Linked DNA regions of Mus musculus: all the other regions are linked to region 4. Evidence: chromatin contacts called from public ChIA-PET, Hi-C, HiChIP or PLAC-seq and Micro-C data. All regions are on one chromosome and are shown on one strand. The core of a region is the stretch at or near the end of the contact, and the rest is flanking DNA. Distances in the headings are between cores, read along the strand shown.

Region 1 (5,111 bases), core at 2,576-5,075, 530 kb before region 4:
GGTGATTTTATCAGCTGCCAAAACTTGGTGTTTAGTAATTGGAAAATATCAACTGAATGAGCTAGTGAACTTTCTTGGTCTATTGCAAGAGGGAATCTAACCCAAACTTCATATACTGCTTGACACTCCCAAGTCCTTAATCTTATCAACGGATTATAGTTGAGTTGATTTTTTTGTGCTCCTAAGGAGCTATGTATCACTGTCTAGAAGTACCCTAAAGCTTAGATACCCCTTTTATTCCAATGTATATTTAGCTTGGAAAATGGCTGTTTTGTTTTGTTTTGTTTTTTTAAAAGAGACAAGGGAGTAGTTTACAGTAATCCTTTGGATAGTGGCTCTTGGTTGTTCTATCATCGCCACTGAACCCAGGGAGCTTACTGCAAGAGCAGCAAAATCAAATTCAACATTGTCATAGCACAATGTGGTTTTGTGAAGTGGGAATCCAGAATTTGGCACAAAGAAGTGGCTGGTGTTACAATGAAGCATTATGATAGCACAGTGGCTCTTTGTGATTTTGACATTCGGTCCTGTGATGTCAAAGTTCAGTATTGTACTCTATCAATGAGCAACATGATATCACAATGCAGTACTGTGATGCCACAACAGAGTTTGTGATGTCAAAGTCCAGCATTGTGATGGCAAATAGAGTGCTGTACTGTCATAATACAGTATTGTGGTGGGACAACGAAGCTTTGTGGTATCACAATGGCTCATCATAATATGACACTGCATTGTAATGGCACAATGGAACACTGCCATATCTCAAGGTGGATTTTGAAAGCATAATGGAGCATTCCTTTAAAATAATGTCACATAGGATTATGCTGACAAAATACAGCATTATGATGGCATAGTGGGTTCTTGTTATGTCATGATGCATCATTCTTATAATACAGTGGATCATGATGGCAGATTTGCTATGGCACAAGAAGTCATTATAAGATCACAGTTGAGCTTTGTAAGCATTTCAGTGACACACTGAACCATTACAGTGCTGCAATGTGGTATGACATTATGTGATGGCATAATGGATCCTTGTGATGTCAGAGGAGAGCAGTGTAATGATGCACTGGATTGTTATGATGTCACAATGAATCATTATGATGTTACAAAAGAACAGTGTGTTAACATAGTTTGCACTATGGTGGTACCATGGATCAATATGATGACGACAATGTTACATTGTGATGGCATAATGTAGCTTTATGACGGCACAATGAGCCTTTATAATGTTGCACTGCATCATTATTATGCCACAGTGTGGCTTTATGATGATACAATGGGGGACTGTGATAACACAAAAGACAATTGTGATAACAGAGATTAGTACTGTAATGGTACAGTGAAGGTCTGTGATGTCACGCATTGTTTTATCACAATTGAGCATCATGATGGCACATTGGTTCATTGTGTTGTCAAAAAGCACTATTGTGGTCATGGCAGGCACAAGGCATTTTTGTGATGGCAAAATCCGTCATTATGATGGTGTAATGGTCAGTATAACCTTGTACATTCTAACAACAAAGAATACTCATTAGCTATGGTTAAACCATAGACACACTTTTCTGTGTCTTAGTGGAGGGAACGTTCTTAGAATCATTTGGCATGTTCCATGGTAATCAAATTATGTAGAATACTTCTGTTTTAATAATACTAGCCCTTTAAGTCTTTGAATTTTGTTTGAGACAGGGTTTCTCTGTGTATCCCTGGCTGGCCTGGACTCACTCTGTAGACCAGGCTGGCCTCAAACTCAGAGATCCACCTGCCTCTGTCTCTCAAGTGCTGGGATTAAAGGCATGCACCACCACCAAGTCTTTGAACTTTTAAATTTTACATGTTTCATTTCACTTGGAGTGAGCTTCTTTTGAAGCTACATTTCAGCTGATCAACTAAGACACATGGCTCTTGAATTAGATTGTCGAATTAAAAATCTCTAGCAAATATATTTATGTTCATGATTCCTCTTTCTTTCATTATCCTTCCTTCAATATAAATCTATTATGACACATATTTCCAGTTTCTGTATGTGTAAATAACCAGGAGTTGCAAGTATTTAAATGAAGACTCTTTTCTCTTTGAGATATGATTGATGTGACTCATAGGTCAAGATACAATACATTGATTAAAGCCCATTGTAAACACAGTTCCCACTCACACATGTGGTGGCTGCTGGATGAAAGCCTGGAACTGGAAGAGGGGCCAGAGGGCACTTGCATTAGTGTGTCAGGGCTGGTGCTGAAGTCAAAGGGCAGAATGTGAAGGATTCTTAGCATCTCTAGGAGGATGGTCATGGAAGAGTCCACACACAGGCAGAATTAGCTTATTGGATGGGAGGAAGGACTGCTTTGGCAGTGAGAGAAGCCTAGGGATGCTGAGCACTGTGGGGATTTATATGTCCCTGTATTTACCAAAATATGCTCATTTTAGATTTCAGGTTTCATCCTTTTCAGAGTGAGGTCTTACTCAAACATAGATGACTAAGTAAGAATATAAACTCAATTGAATTTGAATTCAAAACTCAGTCTTGGTATCTAACTTTTGGAATCATTCTATTGGCTTAAGAGATTTTGGAGTTTGTCTGAGGGCAATTAAAGAACTGTCTAAGTTTCTAATTTTGCCTAGCCTGCAGGCATGTCTAACCTTTTGACATTGTGACTCGAGGTTACCAAGTTCACACTCAAGAATCATGCAATCTAGTTACAAACAAAAAGCAAGGGAATAAACAAACAAAAAGCATCCAAGTATTTTAAGTAAGTTTATTATTTTGTTGAGTATAACTGTTCCCTCAGAGGCTACAGGTTAGACACATCTTAAAGAAAATTTAAAAACCTTAGTTTATAATTTCCTTTCCTGAGCTCTTCATTGCTTCAGAAATGTCCTACAGCCCCTTAGTCTCTGTTTACCCTATTCCTACTACCCTGATCCACCAAGCTATTGCCTCTTTGAAACACACAATTAAATGGCACATTGGAACATTATGGTGGTACATTGTAGTACCACTAAAAAAAATGTCGTGATTTAGCTAGCTATTTTTGTGACCATGCCCTGAACTGATTTTTTTGTTGTTGTTGTTCTTCAGGAAGAATTGAATTATACTTGTCTTCAGCCATGTGACTCTTCCCAGGGAGATGTAAAGAAATGCTTGCTTACACCAAACAGAGAGGGTGTCAACAGATTAAAGAAAGGACTGCCATCTGAGTACATTTGGTGAATCAATGAGTTTATTAGGATTACTTACAAGAGTTGGGTAACTCAAAGCAGATAAGACACCAGGATCTTTGCCATAGACACTGTTAGTAGAGCCGCTGGTGAATCCTAATCCTTCGTCAATGTTGTACTTACTATACCTTCAATCAACTCCCAACACCTAGTGAAGCTGGAGAAGGAGGAAGCAGTGATTGGTCTCTCATGTGAAGACTTGGACTCTCATTATTATTACTATAACCTAGCTGTGACTATAGACTAAGGTATTCTGTAGGTCACCATAGCAACTCTGTTTCATGGTGGCAATGGCCATGTCAATACCTAAGAAAGAATACCTCTATATCACCTTCAAGCCAACAAAGTCATGTAACTACTGTCAGTCAAGTTCCTATTGTTGGGAGTCTGTTGTCTATAATTACTTCTACTTCTGAAATCTATATTAGTCATAGCACAGTATAAGAGAGAAAACACTCTGGATATTTTAAGCATGAAAGGATTATATACAGGAAATGAAGTGCCTTAAAAATATTTGAAAATGTTAGATTAACATGAATCAGGAAGCCACAAATGGAACTATTAAATTTAATGCTCATCATCATAGATTCTATTTAGAGATAAGGTAGCTGGGTAACGAAGCCACTTCCTCTGTCACCAACTGAAAGTTTCTTGACACCACAGAAGTGTTAACCATGCACAGAGTCTGGTCATCAATGCCCCAAAGTCGCTTGTAATACTTATGTTTTTGTGAGCTTGCTTGTTAGCAGAATAACAAAAAGACAGCAACCTGTTTTATATTCAAAACTTTTTCAAATGCATCAATCCACAGAATCTAATTTGCATATAAAATGCTAGCAGTCTAAAAGCCTGGCTGATGTAGTTTTTAACCCATAGGCTCTCTAAGGAAATGGGAAGGGGTGCTATCCAGAGTGTTGATAACCTGTTTTGTTAGCAGGTGTCACAGGTAGCTTCAACTTGACACAAACCTAAAGTCACTTGTGAACAGGGAGCCTCTGCTAATTATATAGGAGGGCTCAGCTTATTATGAGCATTGTTGACCCTGGGCCAGTGGTCTTGGGTTGTACAAGAAAACAAGCTGAGCAAGACAGGGGGAGCAAGCCTGTAAGCAGTGTTCTGCCATCATCTTGGTTTCAGTGCCTGACTCCAGGTTGAGTTACAGCCCTGGCTTCCCTCAGCGGTAGGCTCTAAGATGAAATAAACCCTTTCCTCCACAAGCTGCTTTTGATCAATATTTTATTACAGCAATAGAGAAACAAATTAGAACAGAGTTGGTATCAGAGAGTGGGATATTGCTGTGACAGAAATGACTATGGTGTTTTGTGGAGGACCGTGGAAGGATTTAGAATTTTGACCTTGGAAAGCCATTGAGCACTCATTGAGAGCTTAGTAAGCTCTTCTGTGGATGCTTAGATGTGAAGGTTGGGAGAAATGCAAACAACGGGGGCAGACTTGTGAAATTTCAAAGCAAGGTAAAACTCTGTCAGACCTGTGTGTGTGATTCAGTGTCTGGCAAACACAGAAGTGAATGGTCACAGTCATCTATTGGATGGATCACAGGGCCCCTAATGAAGAAGCTGGAGAAAGTTCCCAAGGAGCGAAAGGCATCTGCAACCCTATAGGAGGAACAACAATATGAACTAACCAGTACCCCCAGAGCGCGTGTCTCTAGCTGCATATGTAGCAGAGGATGGCTTAGTCGGCCATCAGTGGGAGGAGAGGCTCTTGGTCTTGGGAAGATCATATATCCCAGTACAGGGAAATGCCAGGGCCAGGAAGCGGGAGTGGGTGGGTTGGGGAGCAGGGCAGGAGGAGAGTATAGGAGACTTTGGGGATAGCATTTGAAATGTAAGTGAAGAAAATATCTAATTAAAAAAAGAATCTATGGACTT
Region 2 (5,047 bases), core at 809-3,308, 760 kb before region 4:
TTTTTGTTTTTTTTTAATTTTTTTCAGAAGTTAACCAGAGGTTGTAATTTTTAAAAAGACAATGTATTTTATTTACCATCATACAAAATGTAAGGGGTTATAGGTGGTTGAGAGCACTTGTGGCTTTTAATTATTCACTCAACAAATGTAACTGGCACATCCACTACTTGCCAGAAAGTTCACAAACCCTAAAACAGTTCTCACTGCCCAGAGCTACCGTTCCAACGGTGAGAGACAGAATGGACACGGGGACTGATACTCAGAAGCCCTAACTTCTAGAGAAAAAAAAATGAAGCAATTAGGGGACGGATAAGATACAGTGACTTCAGACAAGTAGCCAGGAACTACTCCCAGCTGCATCATGTATGCTAAGGCACTGGAGACAGCATGAGGAGGGGAAAGACAGAACTCAATAAATATTCTGACTTGCCACCAAAAATAAAAGCACCTCCACTCAGGCACCTGAAGAGGAAGGATTGGAGCCAGAGGTGGGTGAGCCAGAAACCAAAATACAAGTGAAAAAAGCAACACTCTGCAACTGGGACTCCCCGTGGCCTGCTCCTGGCCTGCTCCCTGGACTGCCCCGCCCCGTTCCCTGCCTGCCCTCTGGCCCAGTCTGCCCTGCCTGGCTGCCTGTTTGCCCTGCCCCAGTACCCTTACTGTGCTGCAGAGCTCTTCAAAGAAACATCAGTACCCTCCCTCTCCCATCCTGACCTCAGCCAACAGGACTAGGGTCCAAACAGTTTCCCACTCTTCTCCATGCTTGGGCCCACCTCAGGCATGCGGTCTAAGTTCTCTCTCGCTTCACCTGTGCCTCAGCCTCCTGATGCTTTTATCTAATGAAGACCTCTCGATTCCAGACTCTCAGGACTGCTTTGGATACCTGCTCTCTAACCCAACACAGGGAACTCTGGCCCCCTCCTTCCCCTCCTCCAGTTTCCTAGAATGCGTAAGATGGTCCAAAAGACATGTATAAAACATGCTGCCCGTGTCCTCTTTCTGTCTGCTTGATAAAAGAATAAGTAAGGCACACCGAGGAGGCTGTGACCCTTTCTAGAGGCCTGTACCTACAGTAACACCATCTGATTCATCACTACAGTGTATTATATTCAGAGACTCGATATAAACACTCAGCTAGTCTGCCCTCGTGTTTTTAAGAACATGAGGGATTTTACACCAAAGGCCTTCCTCAAGTCTGTGTCTTTATCTTGTTTTAGAGACTTGACTCTCCAGAAAATTGGAACTGACCAGTCAGCCACAAGCAATCTGCTCCATCTTTTCCTGTGACTGCCACCCATGCTTCACTGTGATCAACTAAATGCCTACTAAATGACCACTCCTTTTGCTTCTGGTCTTGACCAGAAACCACAGAAACAGGTCCAATCAAGTGGCAATGTGGCAGAGACACGGTGAATAGAATTATCATGCTCAGCTGCCTTTCCCATCTCCAGTCACTTTCACTGCCAACTGCTGGGCCCCCATCCCTAGGTGCTAGTCAAAGCAGGCCAGACAGCTCCAGGGGTTGCCTGTGCACCTCCACTAAATGCATGGGAAGGCAGAGGGGAGCAGGACCCAAGCAGCGGCTGTAAGCACAACAAAGGATCCACTTGCCAAGCAACTTCCCACAGTCCACTGCTGTGCTGTGCCGTGCAAGTTCACGAAGGTCATTACACCTTCTCCTGCCTGTTGCCCAGGCCTGCTGCCCACTGCCTCCTCTCGGGCCTGTTGCCAGCACACAAATACCCATTTCTTTCCCCTCACAGTGTTTGGCACATACTTTATAGAGCTGTTCACCCTGGGCTCACAGCACCCAACAGCCCATAAAACAAATCATGTCCTGGAGGCCCACGAAGTCGTTAAGCAATGGCTGTAATGGGCACAGGGGTTACGAAAACAGGGAGGTTTAAAAAAATAATAATAAAAAGGCCCCTGGATAAATGGAAGTTAATGCTTACAGAAGAGGAATGGGGAAATTTTTCAAACCTTTATACATAGTGAGGTGTAAGGGAACAGCCTGGAGAAAAAGCAAGAACTCGGTCAGAGAGGACGGTGGTTGCATAACACAGCAAACAGAAACAAAACAAAACCAAGTTTGCTGCTGTGCTGAGCAGGCACACCCAAGCAGGCTGTGGCCTTCCCACCTGACACATACTACTGAGCCCATTAGTGACAAGGCTAACGTAGCCTTAGTGTACAGTGAGGGCTGGACTGAAAATGGGTACACCAACAGAAACCCATCCAGAGTGAGCAGTAAGATAGAAACGGGGTTGTTTCTTCCTGGAATCTTTATCTATTTATTCTTATTTTATGTGTATGATTACACTGTAGCTTCAGAAGAGGGTGTTAGATCCCATTACAGATGGTTGTGAGCCACCATGTGGTTGCTGGGAATTGAACTCGGGACCTCTGGAAGAGCAGTCAGTGCTCTTAACCACTGAGCCATCTCTCCAGCCCTCTTCCTGGAATCTTGGGATGTTCATTTACAAGTTTGTTCTCACACTCTGTGAAATTGAGTATTTAAAGAAACAACATTTTGCTCGTGTGGGTTTTTTTTTTTTTTTTTTTTTTTGCTGTTGTTTCTGTTGGTGATGAAACCACTGTGTGCTTTCCTGCTACTTTGTCACTTCCGACATCATTATTTTAGATTAACCGCCTGTTACACGCAGGCTACCAATAAATGATTTTAAAATTAATTGTTCTATAAACATAAGATGGGTTGTTGCTCATGGGGTGTTCTTGTGAGCTGCAGATTTGAAAGGGATTCCCAAACTCTCAGATCTAGTCTTTGACTTTCCAACTGAGGAAAGAGAGGCTTGGAGAAGCTTAGTAGAAAGGAGCCCAGTCAGTGTTCACATAGGGTCTCTTGTTTGCTAAGCAAAGCTCTCAAGAGGAAAATGAAAATCAGAATTTTATCAACTCAGCACACATGCTGCTGAGATATCTACCAGCCCACATCAGTATCTTCTTAGCTTGGCACGATGAGCAACCAACAAATCTAGGCATGTCTGTCACAGCATTTCCTGATGTGTGCTTATAAATGGTTTCTGACTGAAGACAAGTTCACAACACATGACTTTAACAGCAGTCCCCAAATGATATGTTTAATAAAAACTACCTCCTGCCTTGTAAAGTTGAATGGTGTCCCCCAACTCTTCTCTGAGAATCTATACATGGTTTCTGGGAGAGGGAATGCTATTTTCTTCAGTAATGTAGTCACAAACAAGTTGTTTATGCACCCATAAAGAATGCCCCACCCGTGCTTCTATAAGAAATCCCAATGAATGTCACTCAGTCACTGGTGAAAAGATGACATGAAAGTAGAAAGAGGAAGAGGGTCAACGGAGTGAGAAGGAACAAGGGCGTTAATGGAGGTGAATGCACCCGAAAGACATCATATATCTGATGGGGGAAATCATAATAAAACTCATTCTGTATAATTAATATGTGGTAATAAAACCCAAGATTAATATTAAATGGGACAGAGCCTTTGAAATTAAGACTTAAATCCTGGGGTGGGGGTGGGGGCGTTTTCATGCACAGTTATATGGAAGTATTGCTGGGGAATTTGATTTAGTGATAATGAGCAGAATAGAAGAAGGGCAGAAGGAAGGGAGGGAGGAGGACAAGGTTCCAAGCAGTGCCAAGACACCTATAAAACAACAGCAGTGACCAGGCCAGCGTACTCTGTTCAGTCTTATCATGAACCAAGAACTCGTACGCCCTCACTAACCAGAGAACACGGAAATGGGGTGAAATTAAAGAGTAGATCTCCTATAGGAAAGATAAAAGCTTGGCCAGGGAGTGGTGGCGCATGCCTTTAGTTCCAGCACTCAGGAGGCAGAGGCAGGCGGATTTCTGAGTTTGAGGGCAGCCTGGTCTACAGAGTGAGTTCCAGGACAGCCAGGGGTATACAGAGAAACCCTGTCTTGAAAAAAAACAAAAACAAAAACAAAGTAAATTTAAAAAAAATAAAATAAAATAAAAAATAAATGAAAGCTCTAATTCCTTCCCAGCTATGAGCCTGAAAAGTGGCAGACTCATCTAATGTATGGTTCCACGGTGACGGCCTGCTCCGGTCACTCAGAGGGGCCAACCAGAACCAGCACGGCATGCTTTCTCTGTCCGCCATCAGGCTCCATCCTGTGGACGTCACAGAACAGAGTCTTGACCTCATAGCAAACTCTCATCGTGTTCTAAAGCTTTCTCCCATCTGTGTGTAATGCACGAGATGTCATGGCGACGTGCTTCTGCCAAGCTGGTTCCAGCCGTGAAAGACAGCATAGACCCTGCCCTACAGTTCTGAGTCCCGGTGTGATGATGGCACAAGAGTCTCACCTGGGATCTCAATATCAGAACACAAGTCAGCATCACATTGTTAGGTGAATAAAAGTATATGAAAGTTGGTATTCTGAGTTGGCAAAGAGAGGCATAACACTTTCAGAATTCTTTAATGGAATCTAAGTTATTAATGTACTAGAATCAACTATAATTTATGGTTATGAAAATACTTCATAAATGTTTCAAATATGCACCCCTTTATTAATATTTAACAGCTCCATCCAGTGAGCTAGCAATTTCACTTAATAGCATTGGATACTTTACCATAGATTAGGAGAGACATAGCTCATGTAAAGGGGTGGTCTCACTTCCATCTATGCTATAATACAAAGAGAATGAGGCAGAGGATATGGAGCCTTCTCCATACACAGAAACTGAAGGATCAAGTTGAAATTCCCAGCCAAAGTTGTCCCGAGACAGGGTAAACAAGTTCTAAGCTCAAAAGATCACAGTGAGGCGATGAAAGGGACTGGAGGGCGAAAGGTAAGCAGAAAACAATGTAATCATGGTTTAATCTCAAAAAAGTGAAAGCAGCAGAATGGAGGTAAGTGTGACAGTACAATACACTGCATACAAAGCGAAGCGAAAGGCCTACACACAATCTAACACAGCTCACAAACCTAAATCCAGGCTGCTGCTCGTTAGTGAATGAAGGTGTCCCATGTCATCAAATCTGCCGTGTTGACCATTTCCTTCAGAGGACGGTATG
Region 3 (4,927 bases), core at 660-3,159, 810 kb before region 4:
TTAGATCTGAAATGTCCCCACAGCGTCTGCATGAGGACTTGGTTTTTTAATGGGGCTGAGCAAGGGTGTGGGACCTGACTGGATCAAAATGGTTCTCACTGAATCAGTGAAATACTCCATTATGGATTCATAGCTTAAGGGAATTGGAGGAAAGGGTTTTGTTATGAAAGCAAACCCTCTTTGCTTCCTGGCCACCATGGAACAATTTAATATGATTCAAGCTAAGAGCATATTCTGAAGACAGTTAAAAATCACCATGGCAGGAGCCTAAAGGATAAAGTTCAAAGTGATGCTAATAGAGAGGGATAGGTATGCATTTTTTAAGATTAAAGATAAAATAGTTGATAAAAGAGGATACTTTCTTACGTTATATCTATAGGTAGAAGAATATAACAAAGAGAGATGCTTCACTTACTAATTCTTTGGAATTAATAAATGAAAGTTTTACAAGTAAAGTACAAAAAGACATCTAACTCCAACATATAAACTCAAAAACCTCAGGTATATGAGGAAATGCTAAAAAATGCTTCAAAAAGTTCACAATAGCAAATTAAATGGAATATTTAGGGCAGGGGTTGTAGACCAGAAGTGGAGCCCATTATGTGAGACCTTGGGTTCTATCCCTCCTACATCCCCCAAATAAATGCTCTATTAAAATAGCAAATGAGACATTAAATAAATGAGGTTATCAAAAGAAAACACACTAACACCCAGCCAGGCATGAAAACTATCAATAGCCTCCACAGAGGTGAAAACACACACAGGGGTTGTAGTGCTGGTAGTCACGGCCACTCCAAACAACCCTCAGTCTTGCTATATGCAGCTGCCCAATGTGACATAGGTGCTGTCTCAGGGTTACCATTGCTGTGATGAAACACCATGACCAAAAGCAACCTGAGAACAAAGGGCTTATTTCATTCACAGTTCCATATAACAGCAAGGACAGGAACTTAAACAGGGCTAGAACCTGGAGGCAGCAATTGATGCAGAAGCCATGAAGGGGTGTTGCTTACTGGCTTGCTCAGCCTGCTCTCTTATAGAACCCACATGTGCATTCAAATTCCATATGCTTTATATGCTGGCTCTTTATGAAACATACAGAAATGTACAGTGAGGGAATCAACATAAAATCATGCTACTATGCTATTTTACAACAGCAGCAGCAGCAACAACAACAATAAACTCACCTGGTCGTTCTGAAAGATTCAAGATGAAATTGATCAAAGTGGATTCAACTGTTTAGCTGTGTAAGTCAGTCATGACAAAGACTCTCCTTTGGTAAACCTCTATGGTCTCCAACGGAGAGAACTAACTGTGTGATGCCCAGGCACTCTGAATGAACATTGAATGGACTCTTAGAGCTGAGGTGGTAAACAGAATTAAGTTTAAATGCCTGCTGAGTCACTGTGTCTCGAGTTTGTGGATCTTTTTTACATGCCAAACCTATCTGTCAAAGTAAGGTCTCCTTAAGAGCACATGTTCCCTAAAATAACCTCAAATACAGGTGTCCAGATAATGCACAGGGAAGGAAGAGAGAACCATGCTCTTGTTTTCAATGCTTAGTTAATGATGTCTGAAATGAATTTTGAATTGATGACAAAGCTGTTCTTTTCTTCTTAATTTCCTCTGCCATGAGGGAAACTGCCATTTGAAAGTAAGTAATGCTTTTCTCCTGATGACATTAAGAAGAAACAAAAACCAAAAAGTACTCAGTCTCCACTGGGATTCCCAAGGAAGAGGCCGACACCATCCTCTACCTTTCAGGTTGCTTCTCTTAGTTACTGCCAGCGAGGGTACCAAGCACAGCTCGAGGCGCAAGGGAGCACTGCTCAACCAGTGCTGCCTGTGGATGCAAAGCACAGAGGCAGCTTGAAAACTGGCGTTCAAGTCGCTCCAGCTAGGGATGGTGAAAAAGCTCTCAGGACTGCAGCGCCTGGGCAGTGTACCAGCAAACTTGAAGACAGGATAGCCAAACATCACCAAAAGTGGTCAAAAGTCTCTCGTGTTTTTCAAACATACGCATCCAAAGCCCTACTGTTAACCTAATGCACCTCAAAACCTGATTCTCATATTAATCAGGTAGGGTCTAAAATGTAGATTTGTTAATCTTACTTCGTGAGACTAGAAGGTTAATTTTCCCGGCCTGAGTTTTCAATTGCCACAGTTACACACTCACTGAGTCAATGAACAAATATGAATGGAATCCACTTCGCAGTAAAGTTGTAAAACCAAAGGAACTCATCCCATGAAATCTGTCACATATACACACATGACTAGTTATAACTCTGAGAAATAAAAGCTTCAAGAAAAAAAAAACCTAGGGGCGGAAACTATTTATTTATTTATTTATTTAGTGCCTCCTCCCCAGGAGTCAAGCTCAGAGCCTTACATATGTGATAATACCCAATACTGGAGCCACACCCTAGTCTCCACCACCTATTTAGTGAGTGAACAGGAAGATGAATAGTGTCCACAGCTGCAGTCAACTGAAGATAAGACTAGTTGGTACACAGTGCTGGAGCCCTGGGCCACTTCAATGACTCTGCATCAAGCTTGCTCCAGTGCTAACTTACTTAATGCTAACAGACGAACTAACAGATGTAACATCCAGTCACGCCCTGGACTTTTCACTTTTATAGACAGAGTGGAGCATCTTGCATCACTTGAGGGTTTACTGACAGTTTGTGGGGCGCCTGGCAAGTTGCAGAGGTGCTGGTGAATCTTCCACTCCACTTTCTTCTCCTCTGGAAAGAATGATCTATCATCTCCGTGTTCCAGACTTTAGAAAGAAGGCTCAAGTCTTAAGTCCCTTGCCAAGGGTGAGCAGCCGGTAGCTGATGAGGTTGTCGCCCAGCTCTAATTGAGTTCTTGTTCATTCAGCCCACTGCTGCCAGTGCTTTGGTGTGCTAAGCTCAGGCTACACCGACTGAAAGGCACACGCACAGGCTGCCCTATGGCTCTTCAACTGCTCTGCAACCATCCCAACACCACTCCCAAAGGACAGAAAGCCTATTTCAGATCTAAAGTCACAGTGTTGTTCCAAAGAATGCCTCTTTCACTTAAAAGTGGCACCATTCCATCTTTAGATTTATATTCAAAATGTATTACTGTTAGGGATGTGGTGGTGGTGGTGGGGGTGAAGTTCAGTGGCAGAGTGTGCTTCGCACGTCCTAGGCCCTGGCATCTCTCCAGAATAAAGCTTATACTTAGCAACAGCAGCATGGCCAAATGCCAGCTCAGGACACTCGACTAACATTTCAGCCCCTGCATTTGTTATCCTACAACTTATTTTTAGATTCACAGCTTGAAGAGGATAAAAGAAGACGATTCTACTTCTTTGATATACTAATTTCTGTATTTTCCCCATCCCTGGGAAAGATGAAACAAACCGTGTAACTGAATTCTGTTTTACAGAGAAAGAAGACTTTAGAGGAAAGGCCTTATAAAAGGCCATGAAGTTGGCATATCCAAAACTTAAAATAAATTGCTCTCTACTAGCTCATCTTACATTCCCCTAATGCTGTTTTTAAGAGAGACTTTAGGTCTGTCCCTCAGTCTGAGGTGCTATGTTTAGAAATCCTACCTCCTCACAATAGCTCCTCACATGAAGGCGACCTCACCACTCGCTCTGCCCCTGAGTCCTTCCCACACGGATGGTATGATTGACAGGCAGCTGAGACAATTCAGCCAGAGCTCGGTTGGGTCTCCTGCACCCATGGGGTCCAGTCTGTTCTGCTTGCCCTTAGATGATGGGGGATCAGTGGCAGTTCCGAAGCTCCCTCCACACTTTTCTTATTCATTCTAGCTTTCTCTTTGAGATAGGTCCTGCTGTGTGACACAGGCAGGCCTTAAGCTCAGGACCCTTACGTCCTCTTTAAGGAGCTGCAGCAGCGCTCACCCAGCCTGTCCACCTGGGGACTGGTCAGTGTAGTCACTGCCAGCGCTCAGCACGCAACACCCCAAACACAGCAGTTGGCCCAAGAGAAGTGCACTAGGAGCTGCTGATAAAACTGCAGAAGAGAGTCCTGCTACTCAGCCCCTCAGGCAGGTCACTGGACCCAGAACTCCTCTTTCTTGATTGAAGCCAAGGATGGTTCCTCTCTGACTTACTCCCTCTCTCTATTACGTGAGGGAAAGAACTAGGGAGGCAAGAACCAGAGGACAGGGCATGTAGAATTCCACCTAGTGTGGCACCATCAGACCATCTTCTCCAATCATCTTTCTGTTTGCCTGTCTTTAAAGACAGTTTTCTGATATTTTGGATCTTCATTTCTAAAGGATCCAGTGTCATGTGAAATTTTAGATCAATAAATATTGTGACTGGGACCAGAGAAATGGGTTAGAAGGCAAAAAATGCTTGTTTCCAAGTTTGGCAACTGAGTTCAGTTCCCAGGATACACATCATAGTAACAGAGAACCAACTAACTCAAGCAATCCTCTGACCGCCATGTGTACCCCATTGCACATGAACAATAAATAAACTACGAAAAGTTTTTAAAAATGTTCTCTGTTAGTTTGACTTTTTGTCACAGTCGTCTTTGCTATGAACCTTTTGATGGGCAATACAAAGATACAACTCTTCCCCCATACTACATATTAAATGTGGTGCTTTTGAAAAGAAATAGTGACTGGGCCCCAGCTGATGAGATTCCACACTGGTGAACCCGGGCATTGATTATGAACCTGTTTCCATGAGAAGGTACCGATGTGATTCCTGTGGGTCACCATAGAATCTTCTCCCATGCAATGCAGTACATTTCCCAGTAAAGATCCTGACAGTCAATCATGATAATCCAGATATCAGGTTGAAGGCAGCCCTTCACAAGTACCATCTCAGCAAAATTCCCTGTCTCTACTACCACAACTCAGGATTAAATACGAGATTCCTTTGGGCCACACAATGAAGAACTTTAAAATCCTAGCCACT
Region 4 (4,774 bases), core at 1,965-4,464:
TGGACCGCTGAGATCTGGAGCAATGCTAGGGGAAGGAGGGAGAGCTACTGCTGACCAGCCCTTGATCCTCTGGAAGCTGAAGCTCACTGAGTGCCTTTTAGGAATTGTCCTGAAAGGAAGATCAACTGTTAAGCACAGCTGCACTTGGAAAGGCGCTCCCTGGCGCTACTTCTTTTCCTGTTAGAGATTTTTGAGAGGCCTGAATCCTAACCTTTCTGTCTCCTCAACTCCAGGAACCCGATCTAATTGTCCACCACCTCAGCAGCCTGTCTTCGGTGGCTTAGGGTGATGGAGCAAGATTATCAGTCTCCTCATAGGGAAAATGTTGCACGAATTTGAAGTATTGCAAGCAGTTAAAAACCAAAACCGAAACAAAGCAGATATCAATCCAAACCAAAGACCAACCAAAATAAAAATAAAAAATGCCCTCTTCAAGGCACACACACACAAAAACTTAAGGAAGCTCACTCTTGCCCCGTCAATTGTGTCCTTGAACCCTTCAGGAAAACACAGCTCTCCCAAGCCTTCTGGAGGACAACTTAATGACACTGCAGTATATCACCAGGTTAAAACGTTTTTCCAGAGGCAAGGTTTCATAGAAACATCTTTGCCACTGAAGATGTAATGTCTGGTTACAGAGAGGGCTGTGTGGGGGAAGGCTGGTTCCAATCCAACTAAAAACCCTGGTTTCCAACTTTGGAACCATAGCACTGGGTGCTGAGGGCCATGGAGTGTCAGCCTCTGGAGCAGACAGGACTGTAGGCTGGGCTGTTTCCTATTGCTTGCTGCAGTCTGCAACAGGTATTTTCCTCTCCTGTTGATTGATTGATTGACTGATTGATTGACTAATTGATTGATTGTAATCCTTCCTTCTAATGCCCAGAGTTAAGTTCCCATCTGCCTGTGTTTGAACCTTTCCCCCACATTTTTAAGTGTGATAAGCCCTGGCTCTTTAACTGGCAGAATAGGAACCCTGAATGTAATACTGGGGTAGGGGAGAGGGGCAAAGCAGTCTATCACCTTCATTCATTTATACTCAGCTTTTCATGGTTTACAAAATGGACTCAAGGGGAAAGTGGCAGCAATTTTTAATTTCTCAGGCAGGAGAGCTTATGAAGGCCATAACATTGTTCAGACTTCATGTGTCTAAGATAACACAACATACTGCACCTCCACCCAAATCCCCTTGGCAAACACAACTGAACCCCAACATTCCTGGTCCTCCTTCTATGTTATGCATCTTCTTAAATTATCTCTTTGAAAGAGGATACCAACTTTCACGACATCACTAAATGCTCCCTTGTTCTGGGTAAGTTATATTCACGAAGTGTGGGCTACAAGCTTGTCATTTAACCCTTGGCAGAGGTTTCGACCCTGGAAGAGAGAGTGAAGTCTCCATTTATGCCTTCAGGGATAAAAGTGCTTTTCATCCAGTTTACCGAGGAAGGGGGCTGAGTGCAAAGTGTGTAGGTTTGTAGAAGACAGGATCCATCCATCCCTCAGCTTTGCCAGCATTGGAAGCACAACCTCAATATGTCCACCATTCTCTGCTTAAATGCTCGGGCAGGGCACCAGGACACACTGCCTTTGTGGTTTCTGTCTCTTATACCCACCAGCTCTGGGGGGAAAAAAATCACACACCTGCACCTTAGAAAGAGGCCAAATCCAGTTCCTGCCTCCCAGAGAGTATGAAGACCACTTCTATTGGAGTTACTGCGTGCAGCAATTGTTTGTAGCTCCTTAAAGGGAAAACACTGCGTGCCCTTTGTTTTGTCTTAAGAATCACACAGAGACTAGGCCGGGTGATATTCCTGCTAAGTTAATGCTAGGGTAGAGTGCAGTGCTAGAATCCCAAGACCAGAGTGTTAAAATGGATCTCAATTTTCTGTTTCCATAACTGCACTTTCTATTTGGCTTATTCCCTTCTTAGGGACCCCATCTCCTGCAGCAGCACAAGAGATTAATAGTTACATCCCTATTTTTCTCAAGATAAAAGCTGTCACTAAATGGTGTTGCAACCAAGTGTCACAACTGTACATACCCCATTGCCATTGTTTATTTAAATTTATCTCTGCAGTTCTTTTATGGACTTGGGAAAGTGTAACAGGTTCTAATTGGTAGGGGGAAAAAATCCAAGTCAGGTATGTTTTACTTTTTTCCGATCAAAGAAAGACTGAGTAAAAGAATAAGCTTTTTGCAGTGTGTTTTTTCCAACACTCTTTTCAGTAGCTGTACGCTTTCCTCCCTTATCCAGTTCCGCTTTCACTTTTCCTCCTCCCAGCCTCGCTAACCCACTTAACAATTCTCCGGCCTGTCCCAGGCCGCTGGTAACGAGCAGAGGACGCCCACGACTCCCCCTAACCACACCGTTCAACTTCAGAAGCTCTTAAGAGAAAAAGTCTTCTTCTCAAAGTGCAGTCGGAGCAAATCATTCCCCCAGAGTTCCCTCCACAGCTGCCGTAGGAAGGACTTCGGTCGATCTTCAAGAGGGGACCCGCGCACAGGACAAGTCCGCCTGTGGCCACAGCAGAACAACCCAGGCCGGAGGTTGACGCCGCCCTACGCGTCCTCCCACCCCACGGGACATCCCGATGACCCGGTCACTCAGCGCTCAGCCACTGTAGGACTGACTCCACTCTTTCCTTCCCTGCTCCGCTTCGCCTCCCGAAGTGCTCCCAGATCAGCTGTGGTGTGATCACTCCCCAACACCCAGCTCCATCGCGTACACCCCAACGTGTGCAAGATGGGGTTCGAATATGGGAACCCAACTTTGCAACGAAAAAGCTCAGGGTCAGGCCGGAGCCAGAGGGAAGAAAGAGCACGAAGAGACCGCACAGGGCGCCGATACCGGGTCCTGAGGAGGCGGTCCTTGTTCCTAAACAGGCCATGCAGGTGCACCCTGCTGCTTTCTCTTGCAAGTCTTTTGAGGTTTGGCCTTTTAGAGCTTTGTAAAGTTGACTCTCCCCCTCCTCTCAATCACAGGGTCACACTAGGAACCACACTGTCCTCAGCCCTTTAATCTCATTACTGACTTTAGGGGAAGGGGTAGAAGGGTGAGGACGGCCTGGGCCGCGGGAGGATTGGGGTTCAAGCACGGCTCAGGAGCGCCACGCTGGGCAGGAAGCGCTCAGAGGTCGGTCACTAGGCTCTACTTCTTGAGAAGTGCTGCTTAACCGCAACCGCTCCGCTCCGCCCACACCAGGGGAGCGGGAGAGAAGTCCCGGGCGAAAAAGACTTTTTTCCTTTAAGAGAAGGCAGCTGGTGACCCGGGTCCTCATCCTTCAAGTTCCCCTAAGCGAAGCAGGGCGCCACCTACAGTCGAGTTCCAACTAGCACGTTGGTGAGAAGGCTGGAGATCCTTTCCTAAGCAAGGCAGGATTTTGGGCACAGCCATCTCATCTCTGTAATCAATCCAGACCAACAGGTCTGTTGGCAGGCAACAGCAGACTAGACCATACCGAAAATTTGCGTTGGGGGCGTGAAGAAGTTGGGAAACAGAACAGTACTAGCTCTGATTGGACTTGTTCGCGCTCTAATGGTTTTGGCTGGATTTTGAACCCAGTATCTCCCCCACGTTTCAGCCAAGGAGAGCAGCAGTCAATTTCATTAGGAAGAGTATTTGTGTGACCTTGGACAAGTTGCTCCGTCACTCACTCTCCTTTTTCTTCCCCTTCAGAACTATAACCGTGAGAGTTTTTTTTTTTTCTAAATTAATGAGATAAAGTAGGTGAGAAACTGCCCATGTTAAGAGCTCCCACCTATTTCTAAAAGGGGGAAAAATCTTCCGAGAAATAAAACTTTAAAGACACTGCATATGTGTTTCCTGTTCCATGAAAGATTAGGTCTCTAGGAGGAAGAGGCGAGAAAGGCAGCCAAGTGGCCCCAATAGCTGATTTGAGCACTGGCTAATCTCCTCATAGACAAAAGAGACATATTAGTGGATGGCTGTGACTACTTAATTATCATTTTACTTTATAAATTGTTAATTACCACATGAACGTCAGAACCATATATGATATACATTATTCCCACTGTAAAGATGAAGACATACAATCCAGAGGTGAAAGCTATAACTACAACTTCAGCAGACTCAAGTCTGTTTCTGAACCTGCTTTTGATATGTAGTAGTATTAAGTTCTTCGAAATCAGATTAGGTGTTTTACATAGGAGGACAGGTTTTGTCTTTCATAGCACCTCTGAAAAGAAGAACTGTGAGTTCCCAAGGGGATTGGAGGGCCAGGGAGGTCAAGGGAGTCACTTTTGTGGGAGCTGGAGAGGCAAGGGTTTGTTTCATTTTACAATTCTAGGTTATGTGCATCAGTAAGGGAAGGCAGGGTGAGAACCTGAAGATAGGAACTGAAGCAAAAGCCACAGGGAAAGTTGCTTCCAGGCTGGCTATTGGCTTCCCTGCCTATTTTTCAAGGGAGTCATTTTAAGAATCAGCAGAGCAGGCCCGCAGAGAACCCTCCTCTGACAACATGAAAGTGACTTCAACTGGCACCTGTGTTGGGACACTTGTAAAAGTTCTCAATCCAAGTCAGGCAGGGGACTTGGCTCCTTAGTGGTTGTGCCATGCTGAAGGGGTGACAGAGGCTCGCTCTTGCAGCCCAAGAAGTGGTGATGATTGCAGTGTTTCCTTAGAAAATCTTGACAGTGGATGAAAGAGCAGGGCACAGAGGCAGTAGGAAAAGCCAGAGACAGACTGACTTATACTTCTATCAATATAATTAGTCTATGCTTACCTCACGGCCCACACAGCCAAATCTCATCAAAC
Region 5 (4,670 bases), core at 1,531-4,030, 900 kb before region 4:
GTCAGTTGTAGTCACACACACACACACACACACACACACACACACACACACACACACACACAAGTAATTAATATATGAAATGAAAGCCACAGCCATAAGAGGTAACACAAGAGCTGCTGGGAGTTTACAAACACATAAGACTTTATTGACAGGCTCATATGTACCTAAAATTGAGTTCTCATGCCAAGCCTGATTTAACAAAAAGTTGATACTCATGAACATGAATATATTGTTTATACTGAAATATAGATTTAATGAAGGAAATGGGATATTCCCAGTTGATCATTATATTTCTTTGAGATTTCTCCCCTCCAAAACTTCCTATATGCCACTTTCCACTCTCCTTTAAATCCATGGTTTCTTTCTCTCACTAATTGTTATTGCATGCATGTGTATATGCTCTACATTTTATAAGTCCCCACAGTTCCATTTGTTCCTTACTTACTGAAATTGTACTCAGCCTGCACAACATTATTGCTTGCTGTCACACTCTTACAGCCTGAATGACCAAGTCCAGAGGGCTATTTGTTAACATTCTTCCAGTGCGATTCATAGAGGCTTTGTAAACTCTGCTTGATTTTAAAGCAAAATGGAGGTTAAAAAGATGTTTTGTATAAAAACATATGACTTAAGCAATAATGCCAGAAAGGAGCTGGGCTTTGGGGATTACGTGCCAAAGCACGCCAAGCTCCTTGTGAGACAGACTCTGCAAGGTTCACACGAAGGGGAACAGCAGATAACCAATGCAAAGGAGCTTTCTTCCCTGCCTGCTCTAAAAAATCCAGGAGTTGAAATTACGACAGTCCTACTTCCAAACTGTCAGAAGCGGTCATAAGTGAGTGAATATAATATAATGGGATTCAGTGAGGGTCCTTCAGGATAGATATGGCTGTGGCAAAAGATCTTCTCCATTTTAACTTCTTTTTTTTTTTTTTAAAGATTCATTCATTCATTCATTCATTCATTCATTCATTCATTCATTCATTCTATGTAAGTACACTGTAGCTGTCTTCAGACACTGCCGAAGAGGGCATCAGATCTTGTTACAGATGGTGGTGAGCCACCATGTGGTTGCTGGGATTTGAACTCAAAACCTCTGGAAGAGCTGTCGGTGCTCTTAACCACTGAGCCATCTCTCCAGCCCTCCCTTTTATCTTCTTAGTAGGTAAACTTTGCTACATAATGTGCTAAAGCCATGGGCCCTCTATCTTGATGTATAGTATGCATCTACCTTAGTAATTATACATTAGTAAAGTATAATGCAGACCTTACACAACTGTGTAATAAGATGGATTAAATTGGTATTATTCTGTAAAATTTATGTCTAATAATAAATTACACTATCTGTGCATGTTGTAGCCTAGTGGTGACATATGTGCTTAGGTATGTGAATCCTTGGATTCAACCCCTGACATATAAATAGATATTAAATCAGGCAGTGGGAAAAAAATTAAAACTCAGAAACTATTTAATACTGACAATCTAAGGTCTTTCAAAATCAAGAAAAAAATATATATATATATTTTAAAGTGGGAAAATGGCAGGAACCGGGAAATGTTATACAAAATGAGACAACCCAGGCCCCAAAAGAAAACAGTTCATGATCTCCTCATATGAAGAGCCTAGCTTCAAACTTGAGAGTTGTGTGTTTAACTTGTGTCTATAGAAGGCAGGAAGCCAGAAAAGGTTCATGAGGAAGGAGGGGAGATGAGGCCTCAGTGAAGAGTTACAAGTTCAAGAGGAAATGGGACAGGGATGGCAGAGGGGTGGGGGGTGAGAGGGTAGGAAGCAAATTAACCATAGTTAGGAATGCATGACAAAGTCTTAGGGACTCCCATTAATCTATGAGCTAGTTACAAATACAACTTAAAAATAAAAGGAGTTTCAACTGAGGTATTCTCATGGGCAGACAATGCTCTTCCTAGAAGGCACGGTTATTACATGAAGATCTGTGTCAGGAGCTAAATAGATCCTTCAAGTTAGTGGTCTAGGAGGCTGCAGAGGCACAAACCAGCACAGGACCAATGGTCTCGAGTGCTATATTTTGCTTCTTCAAGAATGTGGGTGTAAAACTCCCAATGAGGAGTCAGACATTTTAAGAAGGGTTAACAGGGCTGGGAGGGACTGGCAGGGGCTGAGGTCTTGTACTTGCAGATTGCATGACTTCCAGAAGCTGTGTAGTAGTTTACGGGGCAAAGGAATACTTCAGCAAGGCCAGCAAGAGCAAGGGAAGACAGGAAAAAAGATGAAATTGTATGCCTCTGAATGACAGGAAATTAAACATGAATGAATACCTCACCTTCGCAGCATAATCTGCCTTATCTGTCTTCCTTATATCATGTAACAATTAGTCTATAATAAATTCAGAAAATGCTTTCTCCAGTGTTCCTTTTTTTCTACCCTTTAGAGATCTGAAGTATTTTGATTTTTCATTGGGTTATCTCCCACTGTAAACCACAAACATTAAAATATAGCAGAACTAGCTAGCAAATCTCTCTTCCAGAGCAGGGTAACATCACTCAGCTTCACAACCTAGGTCAAAGCAAGAGGAACTGAGCAAACATATGTAAGTTATCACAGCAGCCTGTGCTCCTCAGAGGCCAGCCTGGCAGTGGCATCACAGATGAGAACAACAGGGGCAGAAGGCTGTCTCCTAGGACAGGGCCAGGTGTGCTTGTAAACCTTCTGAGGGCCTCACCCTTGTCATTAGCTTGGGGCTTTCAAAGGCGGGTGCAGGTGACTGGCTGCAAGCACACAGACAGGACATGCGATCTCCCTCTGTGATCTCAGAAGCCATCTGTCCTGGCAGAGAGGACTGATGAGGTGTCAAGAGACTAACTCTACAGATGGCCAAGATTGTTGGCTACATAACAAAAAAGACACAGATTCTTATTGGGAGGGCTGTGTGTGGGAGGGGTGTGTAAGGGAGGGGTGTGTAAGGGAGGGGTGTGTAAGGGAGGGGTGGAAGTCAGTGCCCTTCCCTGCACCAAGGCTGAAGTGAGTCTAACCAGGAGAGGTTCTGCTCATACCTGGCTCATCATTTCCTGCAACTTCTTTTTACAAATTACCATCTTTGTTTGCAAACTTCCTGCTGGCTGGATAATGGGACCCATGTGTTAGTTTTCATGCTTCATTTGAAAATTGGGGGGGGGGCATTAAAAAGGGGAAAAAGATCTTCACAGGAACAATGTGTTTAAGCACTTTTCACATCGGCCCACTTTTTGGCTGCACAAAAACTACACACCTATATTTTTTCTGTAACTCTAACTTAAGGCTGTCAATGAGGTACGTGAGGTTAGGAAATAAAAGCTGTGTCCCATCTCTCATTTTAAGTGGTGCTTATCTTTCAAAGACACTGGGATTTATAGTCTCAAATGGCAGAACCATATATTAGGAACCTCATGATGATCTTTAAGAACTTTTATCTTCGCCTTTCTTCGCAGAGCAAGATAATCAATAAGGCCCCGGCTGCTGGAAGAGGAGGCTGGGTGAGCGCCCTCAGACAGAGACCAGAGCACAGGCCAGTGGTAGAGGGCAGTACACAGTGGGGTCAGGAATCCCGGGGGGCGGGGTTCCACACAGAGGGGAACTGTATTTATGCCAACAGAAGTGAGGAAGCAGGCTGAAGAGTCGTGACTTTCAGCTGACTGCATTCCTTTGAGTCTTCCAGGAAGTCTAGATCTGTCTTAGGCTAAGTCATAAAAAGAGACTTATTTACAACAAAGAAATCAGATGGCTAAATATTTTATCTTATATGTATGTATGTATGTATGTATGTATGTATGTATGTATGTGCACCATGTGTGCACAGTGCCCAGGTATTGGACCCCATGGAATTGGAATTATAGACAGCTTTAAGCCACCCTGTTGATACTCGGAATTGAACCTGCGTCCTCTGGGATAGCAGCCCATGCTCTTAACCACTGAGCCATCTCTCCAGCCTCCAGAGGGTTAATTTTTTTTTTTTAATCATGAAAGCATTCTATATAGAACTGCTCTAAAATTTAATTTCCCTGTTTTGCTTAAATAGCTTTATTTATACAAATTTAAATCTTACAGTATTTAAGACCTCTTTTTGGGAAAATGGGGAAAACAGGCTTTTAAGAGGGAGCTAGTACCAATGTTAGGGAATAGTTTCTTAATACTACTCCAATGGCCTTAGTATGGCAAGAAGAAACCATTTCCTAGTGTTTATAAAATTCTTCACTTTTACTACAACCCAGTGAGTCAAGATTTCTATGGTATTTGACCATTACACTGTTCAGTGATATAGCGGAGTCATACATATCATCCAAAAGGAAATCCATATGGAAAGCTCTCTCCTCCCATAATGACAAAGGGCAGACGAACACAGTAGCCCAGGCTAGATAAGATAAGGAGCTTAGAGTCTTAGGGAAGCAAAGGCCCTGGCAGCTCAACTAGCTGTGGGCCTGGGCAACTTCAGCATCCCCAGTTCCATCCAAGTGACATTGCACTTTCATAGGATGCTACATGCAGTAATTTCTGACTGTAGGAGCAGAGGAAAAGTTAATGTCCACAATCACTGTGTTGTGATCAGGCATAAGGTGTTAGAATCCTTTAGTCAATAACATTAGGCTCAAAGCATATTCACTTCTGGGCTGGAGAGTTCACTGAGAGTCATCGGCCAGCCAGCATGCTCTACAGGTAGA

Evidence for each region. A called contact is a pair of places that touch in the nucleus more often than the background predicts. ChIA-PET counts read pairs in DNA pulled down with a chosen protein or histone mark. HiChIP or PLAC-seq counts read pairs in DNA pulled down with a chosen protein or histone mark.
Region 1: an RNA polymerase II ChIA-PET map of effector CD8 T cells shows a contact between it and region 4, with 10 read pairs. The contact joins two enhancer-like sites. A contact is called at or near these places in 1 of 15 datasets of contacts at CTCF or cohesin (pro-B cells), 14 of 115 datasets of contacts at active chromatin or transcription factors (DN3 thymocytes, acute myeloid leukemia, bone marrow-derived macrophages and 11 more) and 1 of 9 other capture datasets (embryonic stem cells).
Region 2: a contact with region 4 is called in a Micro-C map of brown adipocytes, with 2.8 times the contacts expected there. The contact joins two enhancer-like sites. A contact is called at or near these places in 3 of 484 Hi-C or Micro-C datasets (the HL-1 cell line, brown adipocytes and cerebral cortex) and 6 of 115 datasets of contacts at active chromatin or transcription factors (bone marrow-derived macrophages, cardiomyocytes, heart atrium and 2 more).
Region 3: a Hi-C map of uterus shows a contact between it and region 4, with 4 times the contacts expected there. The contact joins two enhancer-like sites. A contact is called at or near these places in 2 of 484 Hi-C or Micro-C datasets (myocytes and uterus), 2 of 115 datasets of contacts at active chromatin or transcription factors (embryonic forebrain and embryonic limb bud) and 1 of 9 other capture datasets (embryonic stem cells).
Region 5: an H3K4me3 HiChIP or PLAC-seq map of embryonic limb bud shows a contact between it and region 4, with 4 times the contacts expected there. The contact joins two enhancer-like sites. A contact is called at or near these places in 2 of 115 datasets of contacts at active chromatin or transcription factors (bone marrow-derived macrophages and embryonic limb bud) and 1 of 9 other capture datasets (embryonic stem cells).

The regions. Positions count from the first base shown.
Region 1 is chr4:98,281,210-98,286,320 of GRCm38.p6, reverse strand. No RefSeq gene overlaps it. Among named protein-coding and RNA genes, the nearest start is that of 0610025J13Rik, 38 kb to the left of the region's middle. Within about 2 kb of position 3,825, at least 22 of the 459 cell types and tissues checked have an H3K27ac peak or open chromatin away from gene starts, as enhancers often do. A contact at or near this core is called in effector CD8 T cells, where this site is marked.
Region 2 is chr4:98,505,717-98,510,763 of GRCm38.p6, reverse strand. It overlaps Patj (PATJ, crumbs cell polarity complex component), which reads right to left. Exons shown (of 44, transcript NM_172696.2): 21 at 4,959-5,047. Among named protein-coding and RNA genes, the nearest start is that of Gm40210, 71 kb to the left of the region's middle. Within about 2 kb of position 2,058, at least 38 of the 459 cell types and tissues checked have an H3K27ac peak or open chromatin away from gene starts, as enhancers often do. A contact at or near this core is called in brown adipocytes, where this site is marked.
Region 3 is chr4:98,561,958-98,566,884 of GRCm38.p6, reverse strand. All of the region lies in intron 27 of Patj (PATJ, crumbs cell polarity complex component), which reads right to left. Among named protein-coding and RNA genes, the nearest start is that of Gm40210, 15 kb to the left of the region's middle. Within about 2 kb of position 1,909, at least 51 of the 459 cell types and tissues checked have an H3K27ac peak or open chromatin away from gene starts, as enhancers often do. A contact at or near this core is called in uterus, where this site is marked.
Region 4 is chr4:97,749,686-97,754,459 of GRCm38.p6, reverse strand. It overlaps Gm38709 (a long non-coding RNA gene), which reads left to right. Exons shown (of 5, transcript XR_003955232.1): 5 at 1-3,813. It also overlaps a transcript of Nfia not described here. Among named protein-coding and RNA genes, the nearest start is that of Gm38709, 25 kb to the left of the region's middle. Within about 2 kb of position 3,214, at least 334 of the 459 cell types and tissues checked have an H3K27ac peak or open chromatin away from gene starts, as enhancers often do. A contact at or near this core is called in brown adipocytes, effector CD8 T cells, embryonic limb bud and 1 more, where this site is marked.
Region 5 is chr4:98,652,726-98,657,395 of GRCm38.p6, reverse strand. All of the region lies in intron 34 of Patj (PATJ, crumbs cell polarity complex component), which reads right to left. Among named protein-coding and RNA genes, the nearest start is that of Gm35137, 44 kb to the left of the region's middle. Within about 2 kb of position 2,780, at least 22 of the 459 cell types and tissues checked have an H3K27ac peak or open chromatin away from gene starts, as enhancers often do. A contact at or near this core is called in embryonic limb bud, where this site is marked.